Linked DNA regions of Pan troglodytes: all the other regions are linked to region 3. Evidence: chromatin contacts called from public Hi-C data. All regions are on one chromosome and are shown on one strand. The core of a region is the stretch at or near the end of the contact, and the rest is flanking DNA. Distances in the headings are between cores, read along the strand shown. Region 1 overlaps LOC742042 (collagen alpha-1(VII) chain-like). Region 2 overlaps LOC742042 (collagen alpha-1(VII) chain-like). Region 3 holds the start of MYC (MYC proto-oncogene, bHLH transcription factor).

Region 1 (3,509 bases), core at 102-2,601, 210 kb after region 3:
GCAAAAATTAGTCGTGCTCAGTTTTAATGCAAATGACTAAGTATTACTTTATTGTATTGATATATAAAGAAGCTCTCTTTGTATGATATCAAGACCATGAAGAAATTGCAAAGACCATAGGTAGGGTCTACAGCAGAGTTTCTCAGCCTTGGCGCTGTTCATATTTTGGGTCAGATGATTTGTTGTGGGGGCTGTCCTATGTATTGTAGGATGTTGCTCGGCATCTCTGGCCTCTACCCACTGGATGCCAGTAGCTCTGTCAGTCGCAACCCCAGCTTCCAGTTGGGACAACCTAAAGTGTTTCCAGACATTGCCACGTGTTCTTTTGTGGTGGTGGTGGTGGTGGTGTGTGCGTATGTGTGTGTAAAAATCTCCCTTTGTTGAGAACCACTAATCTAGAGACCACCTAATAGGGCTGACATGGGCTCTTCCACAGAGCCTTCTGCTTAAAGAGAGATAGGTTGATGGACAGTTGGATTTAGGGAAAAGAAAACTGAGTTGAGGGTTTAAAGTGAATTTCATCCCCAATGTGGAAGATGAGTGTTCCGTTCCTGGCTGTAGGACGTGGAGCATGTTACTCCACATGTGGGAGAAAAAAATCATCCCATCTACTTCAGGACTTTTGTGTGATTAAAGAGGCAAGATAGTCTAGTGCTTTTCATTCCATGCGCACTCAATAAAAAATAGGGGTTATATTTATGAATAGTAACAAAAAGCCTCTTAAGGAAAATTATTTTGGGCCCTTGTTCAATGTTCAGTTGACCATTTATTTTTAAAGAGATGGGGGTGGCCCAGGCTGGAGTAGAGTGGTGCCATCCTAGTTCACTGCATCCTCAAACTCCTGGGCTCAATCGATCCTCCTGCTTCAACATCCCAAAGTGCTAGCTAGTATTATAGGCATGAGCCATTACACCTGGCCCATTTGACTATTTTTTCTGCTTGATTGTAGAGAAGGGAATGTAAGTCATGAAGATCTAAACTATAAAACCTGCGTGGCTTAGAGGCTGAGCATGGATTGTGGTTTAAGGAAGCCCCAGGTTCAATTTCTGGTTTTGCCACTTGCTAGCCATGGTGAGACCTTGCCCAGCTTTCATACTTTCAGGTTCTTTGTCTGTAAAATGGGAACAATAAGAGTACTGACCTCACCGGGCTGTTGTGCTCCTGGCTGTGCTGCCAGAATGGGCCCTCCTTTATTTGAATCCCTCTGCCACAGTTGTCCCATTTTTTTTTTTAAATGGTGACCCAAGTTCCATTATGGACGATCAGGCATTCAGGGGAAGGAGGGATCCAAAGCAGAGACAAAAGCAGCCAGCCAGCTCATCCCCTCTGCAGCTGATACCGAGGAGGAGGATGACAGTGGGAAGAAGCGTGGCCATATGGCCGGGAGGATGCCTCACTGGTAACAGTCAGCCCGGCCCCTTTGAAGTGGTTTTAAGACCAATTTGGTAACTTGATTTGGAAAGTGGTATCGATGACTCCGAGGGCGCAGGCTGCTCATTAGCTGCTGTCTGGGCCCGGCAAATTGGTTTAAGTGGAATGAAATTGGTTCCTTCCCTCCCCGTGCTCATGGCTGAGGTCCAGGCCCGATTGTAATGGGAACATCTCCTGGGCAAAGGACATAGAAAAGCTTTCCGGGGAGTCTGACCCTCTTTTCATATGTGAATTCTACTTTCCTCTGGGGGTCAAGGCAATAGGCTGATAAAACATAAAAATGAACCTGAAGTGGGTGGGGTGAGTGTGTGTGTGGGAAGTTGGATCAGAGGAGAATGAACAATGAACAGTGGCCGAGTATTTTTCAAGGGCCAGTTAACCATTCCCCTGTTGAGACACTGTGCTTGATGCATTTTTTTTTTCTTTTCTTTCTTTCTTTTTTATTCTCCCATATTACAAACACTGCTGGGAGGAACATCCGCACGTGCTTCCTTGGTCACTTATGTGAGAGCTCATCCAGGATCTATACCCTGAGGCGACTTCACTGCCGTGGAGGCTAAGGAACATTTTCTGTTTTATAAGACGCAATCACATTGCCCTCCAGAACAATCATGCCAATTTACACTCCCACTGACTGTACACAAGAGCCCTGTTTTCCCCCAACTGGTCACCCACATTTGATAGGTCAGAATTTTGCTTTTTGCCAGTCTCATGGGGGTGATGCCATTTCTGGTAGTTCCCCTGATTGCCAGGGGGGTGAGCAGCCTGCCCTCAACTGCTCCATGCTGAAGGCCCTCCAAAGGCAGCATGAATCCTCACAGTTCCCAGCCTGTGCCCTGACAACCTAGGAGGACACGCTGGTCTGGTCCATTGCTTATCTGAAACGATTCCCTTTCCCTGTTCCTTTTGTTGCCTTGAGTGTCAGTTTTGGACCTCCCACTGAGCAGTTTTTTCTGTCATGTAGCCATAGACAGGACTGAGTTCTTTGGAAAATAATCACATCCCACTGTTGTTCCCATCCGTTCATTTTTTCCTTCAACTAACCAACATTATTCAGCACTTTACTCAGCACAGGATGTGGAACCGAAGGCCTGGCTTTTGGGACACTCACCGTCCCCAGTCAGCTCTGTGTCCTAGGGAGAGACCCATGAGCTCTCTGGGCCTCCTTTTGTTTCTCTGTAATAAGGGACTAAAGCTACCAGCCTCGCTGCGGGTTGGAAAAAAGAAAGAGTTAGTAACACATGTGAATGTGTATGAAGGGGTTTAGAGACAGACAAAACATTGCACCAAGGCAGGGCTTGCTGGAGTGCAGACCCAGGAAAAACACTGCAGGCCAAATCGCTTCTGGTCTGTCAGGGTACCAGCCACACATCCAAGGCAGGGAACTTAGGGCGACTGGCCTTTCTGCTCATGCTTACTCTCCCAAGCTTGTTGGGTTATTATCATGCACAAGCCATTCAATCGATTGTATTGGGTGCCTAATATATCAGACACTCTTAGGTGCTAGGGATGTAAGAGCAAGCAAAACAGACATGGTTCTGCCCTTGTGGGCTGTATAGTCTAGTGGAGGAAGGGGGAAGAGGTTAAGTATTTGTAGGAAGGTGAACCCCATGTTAAGAAAGCATCTTCCATCTTTCAAATGTTTCCAAGTAGCCTGTTACTCATGATAGCGAGGAAATGGTGGTCATCTCCATTGCTTTGGTAACTAGTTTGTGTCTGAGAAAGTGCTGATTTCCAAGAAAAGGAAAGAGACCACGGATGAATGATAGCAAGACTATTAAATAGGAATACAAAGAAGAGCTCACATTTATTGAGCACCTACTATATGTGCTGGACCCTCTTGTAAGAGCTTCATACAAATTAGGCAGACAGGCAATATTATTATCCCCATTTTACCTACAAGGAAACTGAGTGCAAAGTGACAGCTTTTCTGCAGAGCCTGTGCACAGGGGTCAAAGTTTGGGAACACATTGCCTTTCTTTAATCTGAAACTATCTGCTGTTGGTCTCATTTGTTGAAATTCCTAGAATCCCAGAGAAGTAAGTTTTAGCTTTCTTCTGCCAGCCCCGGTCAGCCTG
Region 2 (3,693 bases), core at 289-2,788, 130 kb after region 3:
TGCATAAATTCACATGCCCATGGCTTCTCCCTCTGACAGCGCAGCCCTGCCTCCGGCTGCCTGGCCAGGATGGCGTGTTGGTGCATTAGGGACCCCTTCCCCTCCTGCCCTGCTGTTTGAATTGTTGGTGTATTGGCGTTCTCAGGAGCCCTTTACAAGTACCCTTAGGCCCCAGATGACCTACTCCTCAAGCTGATCATATCTGCTGGCTGTGTCCCTGCTCTGGGCCCAGCACCCTCGTGGTTTTCCATAACACATATCCCAACTCCTGCTGATGGGACCCTCATGAGCTGTCTGTGTAGGGAGCATGGCTGCCCCTGGGTCTTCTTTCCTGCCCCTGACCCACAGGAATAGGATGTGGCAGAGTGGGGGCCAGAAGACAGAGATGCTGATGCTCTCTGAGCTGAGGCCCACTGCTGACCTGCTGGTGGCTTGTCCTGCTCTTGGATCATAGGCACTGGGACATCCTGCCTTCCTTCAGTGTCCCCTCCCACTCCCTCTCCTTCAGCATCAGAGGAATGAAGGAGGCCTGGAGGAGTAGCCCCTATCTAATAGAGACAGGAGTGGGCTGGGTGAGCATGGGGTGGTCGCAGGGGGAAGGGGATAGGGGATGGAGAGAGGAACCTGCTATCTGGTGGGTTCCAGGATGGTGACAGACAGTGGCAGAAGCAGTGCAGAGACCTTAGTTTGTGTTGGAGGCTCAGTTAATCACTGGTGAAGGCAGACATCACTGCAGGAGACCAGACTGTTATGTATTGTCTGTGCATTCATATTAGTACACAGGGAAGATCTTGGGCTCCGAGACCTAGGCAGATCTTGCCTCCCGTCCGCCGACCCTCCGCAGATGCTACACATTATGCCGGGTAAACACATCATCAGGGAGCCTTGGGCCGTGTTAGAGGAAGGCTCCTTGTGCCTGTGAGGAGTTTGCACTAATGCTATGTGTGTTTGTGTGTAAGGCTTGCATTCACTGATTCACTGTAGAGGATGACTTGAAACCCAAGTCATCAGCTGGGCAGTGCATGGGCTGCTCGCCTGAATGGTGAAGCTCTACCAAGTGGTTTCCACCTAGGGCCTGGCTTAGCTGGCCTCAGATGCCCTTCTCAGTTCTGCTCAAGTCCTGCCTGCGGCCTTCCTCGGGCTTGCTTGCCCAGAATGCTAGGAATGGCCAGGGATGCTGCCCGGGCATGTGTTTGGCCTCAGCCAAGGTCAGGCTGTCAGGAAGGAAGAAGGGGGAGGGGCACACTTGCCTGGGAGGGTGGAGGAGGAGGAGTCCAAGCCGCCACAGCCTGGCAGTCCTTTTTTGTGCAAAGAAGACCCATCAGCTCCTCTGCCTGGAACACCCCCATTTACTCCTCCGCAGTTAGAGGGGTGGGAGGTGAGGAATTTTGTGAGGGGAATTATCTCTGATCTTGATGTGCACATTCCTCGGCAGTATCCCGGGCTTGGCCAGCTTGCTGACACCTAGCTGGAATAACAATGAGCGATGCTTCTGGAGGATGCTCCGCTGGGGAGGGCTCTGCTGAACCAGCACTTACTCCCTGCTTTTCCATCCTCACTCTGCCTTCCTGTCTGACAAAGGCCGGGCTATTGGGATGGTAATGCCCTCTGGGCTGGCCTTGATTGAAGGTAAAAAATGAACTTCGAGGACAGCCCCTGTGGCTGTGCAGTCTCATTTTTTATGCAGATATGTTGGGGGATGCAGAGACATGGTGGCGGGTGGGGTGGGGAGAAGGGGACTGGGAAATCTGAGACCTGAAGCTAAGATCTGAGGTGTCATCCTTTATGGAGCATCTCCGGATGAAAATGTCCCAGAGGCCCTAGGTCACTCACCCTCTGCCCCCTAATAAAATCACTGTTGCTGCCTCCTGCTGAATCTGAAGTATGCCTTCACTGAGGGCAGGACGTCCATCTCAACTATTATCAAAGGAAAACATAACAAGAGGCAACAGCACGGCCCCTGGGGCGTGAGGCTCCTTCCTCTGTGATCCTTCTGTCCTTGTCTGCCAGTGTTTTTTTCCTTGACTTTTAAAATAATCTTTTTCTTATTATGAAATAGATATTTATTTTGCTTAACAAAGAATTCTGTAGTCCTTCTAGAAGCTAGGTAACTCTTCTAAGTCCTTTGCAAATATTAACTCATTTAATTTAATCCTAGAGCAGTTCTGCCAGGTGGTGGGAAGACAGAGAGGTTAGGGTCCACCTTAGCGCTAGCTCTCTGAGCTATAAGGCCTCAGGGTCTGTGGCATTCCCTACTCACTGAAAAGAAGGGAATTTAGAACATGAGTTCCACCACCCAGAAATGAAACAGTGTTCATTTCCAGAATCCAGGCATATGGTTGATTTTACCAATTTCCTATCACTTGAATCACAGTTTTTTTTGTTTGTTTGTTTTTGTTTGAGATGGAGTCTCACTCTATTGCCCAGGTTGGAGTACAATGGTATGATCTTGGCTCACTACAACCCCGACCTCCTGGGTTCAAGCAATTTTCGTGCCTCAGCTTCCAGAGTAGCTGGGGTTACAGGTGCATGCCACCACACCCAGCTAATTTTTTTGTATTTTTAGTAGAGACGGGTTTTCACCATGTTGGCCAGGCTGGTCTCCAACTCCTGACCTCAGGTTATCCACCCTCAGATTATCCACCCTCCTACACCTCCCACAGTGCTGGGATTACAGGTGTGAGTCACTGCACCTGGCCCACAGGTTTTTTTTAATAGTCCTGTGTGTATAATTTTGCATCCTATTATTTCTCCTTCCTTTTAACATATATATATGTATGTATTATCTCTTTACTTTTTAAAAGTTTCTCAGACTTTAAGAATTACTTAAAATTTCCCAAAACAAACCCACAGGCACTGCTGTGATCTTCAGGCACACTTTGGTATTCAGGAGTTGCTTCTGCTGGACCAAAGTCAATAACAAGTAGCTTAAGAAGCTGTAGATGGCAGAGATAATATTGACTGGAGGCTTAGGGGTCTGGTTCAGGGTGGACTCAACAATTTTGCAAGTTCTATATTGTTAAAATTACAATGAATTATTTATAAGCAGTTGTTAGTAAATCATGAAGTTGGCATTATTATTCTTTCTTTATTTATTTATTTTGAGATGGAGTCTCGCTCTGTTGCCCAGGCTGAAGCGCAATGGCATGATTTCGGCTCACTGCAACCTCCACCTCCCAGGTTCCAGTGATTCTCCTGCCTCAGCCTCCTGAGTAGCTGGGATTACAGGCATGCACCACCACACCCGGCTAATTTTTGTATTTTTAGTAGAGACGGAGTTTCATCATGTTGCCCAGGCTGGTCTCGAACTCCTGACCTCAGGTGATGCACCCACCTCCTCCTCTCAAAGTGCTGGGATTACAGGTGTGAGCCACCACGCTTGGCCTATTCTTTATTATTAAAAAATAAAATGATGCTGATGCTTTCAAATATGTATTGCAGTCTTATTACTTAGTATTCAGCTTTGCAGTGTTGGACTAATATCACAAGTCGAAGGGACAAAGAAGATGGTAGACAATACCAACTGTTTCCCATTAGGCTCTTTGCCTCCTCTTGTTTTTCTGAGACCTTAAGGACCTGGTTGTTTCTACTGTTCCCTGCTACTTCATAACCTGCAAGCCTGAGAATGTTTGTCATTTACAAATTTTACCTTATAGTAGAAGAACATAGTAAATAATTGTACCAGATTGAGTA
Region 3 (3,802 bases), core at 1,155-3,654:
TTTGCAGCAAAATCCAGCATAGCGATTGGTTGCTCCCCGCGTTTGCGGCAAAGGCCTGGAGGCAGGAGTAATTTGCAATCCTTAAAGCTGAATTGTGCAGTGCATCGGATTTGGAAGCTACTATATTCACTTAACACTTGAACGCTGAGCTGCAAACTCAACGGGTAATAACCCATCTTGAACAGCGTACATGCTATACACGCACCCCTTTCCCCCGAATTGTTTTCTCTTTTGGAGGTGGTGGAGGGAGAGAAAAGTTTACTTAAAATGCCTTTGGGTGAGGGACCAAGGATGAGAAGAATGTTTTTTGTTTTTCATGCCGTGGAATAACACAAAATAAAAAATCCCGAGGGAATATACATTATATATTAAATATAGGTCATTTCAGGGAGCAAACAAATCATGTGTGGGGCTGGGCAACTAGCTAAGTCGAAGCGTAAATAAAATGTGAATACACGTTTGAGGGTTACATACAGTGCACTTTCACTAGTATTCAGAAAAAATTGTGAGTCAGTGAACTAGGAAATTAATGCCTGGAAGGCAGCCAAATTTTAATTAGCTCAAGACCCCCCCCCCAAAAAAAAGGCACGGAAGTAATACTCCTCTCCTCTTCTTTGATCAGAATCGATGCATTTTTTGTGCATGACCGCATTTCCAATAATAAAAGGGGAAAGAGGACCTGGAAAGGAATTAAACGTCCGGTTTGTCCGGGGAGGAAAGAGTTAACGGTTTTTTTCACAAGGGTCTCTGCTGACTCCCCCGGCTCGGTCCACAAGCTCTCCACTTGCCCCTTTTAGGAAGTCCGGTCCCGCGGTTCGGGTACCCCCTGCCCCTCCCATATTCTCCCGTCTAGCACCTTTGATTTCTCCCAAACCCGGCAGCCCGAGACTGTTGCAAATCGGCGCCACAGGGCGCAAAGGGGATTTGTCTCTTCTGAAACCTGGCTGAGAAATTGGGAACTCCGTGTGAGAGGCGCGGGGGTGGGACGGTGGGGTACAGACTGGCAGAGAGCAGGCAACCTCCCTCTCGCCCTAGTCCAGCTCTGGAACAGGCAGACACATCTCAGGGCTAAACAGACGCCTCCCGCACGGGGCCCCACGGAAGCCTGAGCAGGCGGGGCAGGAGGGGCGGTATCTGCTGCTTTGGCAGCAAATTGGGGGACTCAGTCTGGGTGGAAGGTATCCAATCCAGATAGCTGTGCATACATAATGCATAATACATGACTCCCCCCAACAAATGCAATGGGAGTTTATTCATAACGCGCTCTCCAAGTATACGTGGCAATGCGTTGCTGGGTTATTTTAATCATTCTAGGCATCGTTTTCCTCCTTATGCCTCTATCATTCCTCCCTATCTACACTAACATCCCACGCTCTGAACGCGCGCCCATTAATACCCTTCTTTCCTCCACTCTCCCTGGGACTCTTGATCAAAGCGCGGCCCTTTCCCCAGCCTTAGCGAGGCGCCCTGCAGCCTGGTACGCGCGTGGCGTGGCGGTGGGCGTGCAGTGCGTTCTCGGTGTGGAGGGCAGCTGTTCCGCCTGCGATGATTTACACTCACAGGACAAGGATGCGGTTTGTCAAACAGTACTGCTACGGAGGAGCAGCAGAGAAAGGGAGAGGGTTTGAGAGGGAGCAAAAGAAAATGGTAGGCGCGCGTAGTTAATTCATGCGGCTCTCTTACTCTGTTTACATCCTAGAGCTAGAGTGCTCGGCTGCCCGGCTGAGTCTCCTCCCCACCTTCCCCACCCTCCCCACCCTCCCCATAAGCGCCCCTCCCGGGTTCCCAAAGCAGAGGGCGTGGGGGAAAAGAAAAAAGATCCTCTCTCGCTAATCTCCGCCCACCGGCCCTTTATAATGCGAGGGTCTGGGCGGCTGAGGACCCCCGAGCTGTGCTGCTCGCGGCCGCCACCGCCGGGCCCCGGCCGTCCCTGGCTCCCCTCCTGCCTCGAGAAGGGCAGGGCTTCTCAGAGGCTTGGCGGGAAAAAGAACGGAGGGAGGGATCGCGCTGAGTATAAAAGCCGGTTTTCGGGGCTTTATCTAACTCGCTGTAGTAATTCCAGCGAGAGGCAGAGGGAGCGAGCGGGCGGCCGGCTAGGGTGGAAGAGCCGGGCGAGCAGAGCTGCGCTGCGGGCGTCCTGGGAAGGGAGATCCGGAGCGAATAGGGGGCTTCGCCTCTGGCCCAGCCCTCCCGCTGATCCCCCAGCCAGCGGTCCGCAACCCTTGCCGCATCCACGAAACTTCGCCCATAGCAGCGGGCGGGCACTTTGCACTGGAACTTACAACACCCGAGCAAGGACGCGACTCTCCCGACGCGGGGAGGCTATTCTGCCCATTTGGGGACACTTCCCCGCCGCTGCCAGGACCCGCTTCTCTGAAAGGCTCTCCTTGCAGCTGCTTAGACGCTGGATTTTTTTCGGATAGTGGAAAACCAGGTAAGCACCGAAGTCCACTTGCCTTTTAATTTATTTTTTTATCACTTTAATGCTGAGATGAGTCGAATGCCGAAATAGGGTGTCTTTTCTCCCATTCCTGCGCTATTGACACTTTTCTCAGAGTAGTTATGGTAACTGGGGCTGGGGTAGGGGGTAATCCAGAACTGGATCGGGGTAAAGTGACTTGTCAAGATGGGAGAGGAGAAGGCAGAGGGAAAACGGGAATGGTTTTTAAGACTAGACTTTCGAGATTTCTGCCTTATGAATATATTCACGCTGACTCCCGGCCGGTCGGACATTCCTGCTTTATTGTGTTAATTGCTGTCTGGGTTTTGGGGGGCTGGGGGTTGCTTTGCGGTGGGCAGAAAGCCCCTTGCATCCTGAGCTCCTTGGAGTAGGGACCGCATATCGCCTGTGTGAGCCAGAGAGCTCCGCAGCCGCTGACTTGTCCCCGTCTCCGGGAGGGCATTTAAATTTCGGCTCACCGCATTTCTGACAGCCGGAGACGGACACTGCGGCGCGTCCCGCCCGCCTGTCCCCGCGGCGATTCCAACCCGCCCTGATCCTTTTAAGAAGTTGGCATTTGGCTTTTTAAAAAGCAATAATACAATTTAAAACCTGGGTCTCTAGAGGTGTTAGGATGCGGTGTTGGGTAGGCGCAGGCAGGGGAAAAGGGAGGCGAGGATGTGTCCGATTCTCCTGGAATCGTTGACTTGGAAAAACCAGGGCGAATCTCCGCACCCAGCCCTGACTCCCCTGCCGCGGCCGCCCTCGGGTGTCCTCGCGCCCGAGATGCGGAGGAACTGCGAGGAGCGGGGCTCTGGGCGGTTCCAGAACAGCTGCTACCCTTGGTGGGGTGGCTCCGGGGGAGGTATCGCAGCGGGGTCTCTGGCGCAGTTGCATCGCCGTATTGAGTGCGAAGGGAGGTGCCCCTATTATTATTTGACACCCCCCTTGTATTTATGGAGGGGTGTTAAAGCCCGCGGCTGAGCTCGCCACTCCAGCCGGCGAGAGAAAGAAGAAAAGCCGGCAAAAGAAGGAGTGTTGGGCGGGGGCGGTACTGGGGGTGGGGACGGGGGCGGTGGAGAGGGGAGGTTGGGAGGGGCTGCCGTGCCGGCGGGGGTAGGAGAGCGGCTAGGGCGCGAGTGGGAACAGCCGCAGCGGAGGGGCCCCGGCGCGGGAGCGGGGTTCACGCAGCCGCTAGCGCCCAGGCGCCTCTCGCCTTCTCCTTCAGGTGGCGCAAAACTTTGTGCCTTGGATTTTGGCAAATTGTATTCCTCACCGCCACCTCCCGCGGCTTCTTAAGGGCGCCAAGGCCGATTTCGATTCCTCTGCCGCTGCAGGGCCGACTCCCGGGCTTTGCGCTCC

What was found. Hi-C and Micro-C count contacts between places; a contact is called where the count stands out from the background.
Region 1: a contact with region 3 is called in a Hi-C map of stem cell-derived neural progenitor cells, with 5 times the contacts expected there. The contact joins the enhancer-like site here to the promoter of MYC in region 3. A contact is called at or near these places in 2 of 7 Hi-C or Micro-C datasets (blood and stem cell-derived neural progenitor cells) and 1 of 1 datasets of contacts at active chromatin or transcription factors (stem cell-derived excitatory neurons).
Region 2: a Hi-C map of stem cell-derived neural progenitor cells shows a contact between it and region 3, with 3 times the contacts expected there. The contact joins the enhancer-like site here to the promoter of MYC in region 3. A contact is called at or near these places in 1 of 7 Hi-C or Micro-C datasets (stem cell-derived neural progenitor cells) and 1 of 1 datasets of contacts at active chromatin or transcription factors (stem cell-derived excitatory neurons).

The regions. Positions count from the first base shown.
Region 1 is chr7:138,225,855-138,229,363 of NHGRI_mPanTro3-v2.0_pri, forward strand. The region is part of intron 5 of LOC742042 (collagen alpha-1(VII) chain-like); the gene reads left to right. Among named protein-coding and RNA genes, the nearest start is that of MIR1205, 14 kb to the right of the region's middle. Within about 2 kb of position 1,352, at least 3 of the 24 cell types and tissues checked have an H3K27ac peak or open chromatin away from gene starts, as enhancers often do. A contact at or near this core is called in stem cell-derived neural progenitor cells, where this site is marked.
Region 2 is chr7:138,148,688-138,152,380 of NHGRI_mPanTro3-v2.0_pri, forward strand. The region is part of intron 3 of LOC742042 (collagen alpha-1(VII) chain-like); the gene reads left to right. Among named protein-coding and RNA genes, the nearest start is that of MIR1204, 72 kb to the left of the region's middle. Within about 2 kb of position 1,539, at least 6 of the 24 cell types and tissues checked have an H3K27ac peak or open chromatin away from gene starts, as enhancers often do. A contact at or near this core is called in stem cell-derived excitatory neurons and stem cell-derived neural progenitor cells, where this site is marked.
Region 3 is chr7:138,016,434-138,020,235 of NHGRI_mPanTro3-v2.0_pri, forward strand. MYC (MYC proto-oncogene, bHLH transcription factor) reads left to right here and starts at 2,405. Exons shown (of 3, transcript NM_001142794.1): 1 at 2,405-2,434. The coding sequence starts at 2,405.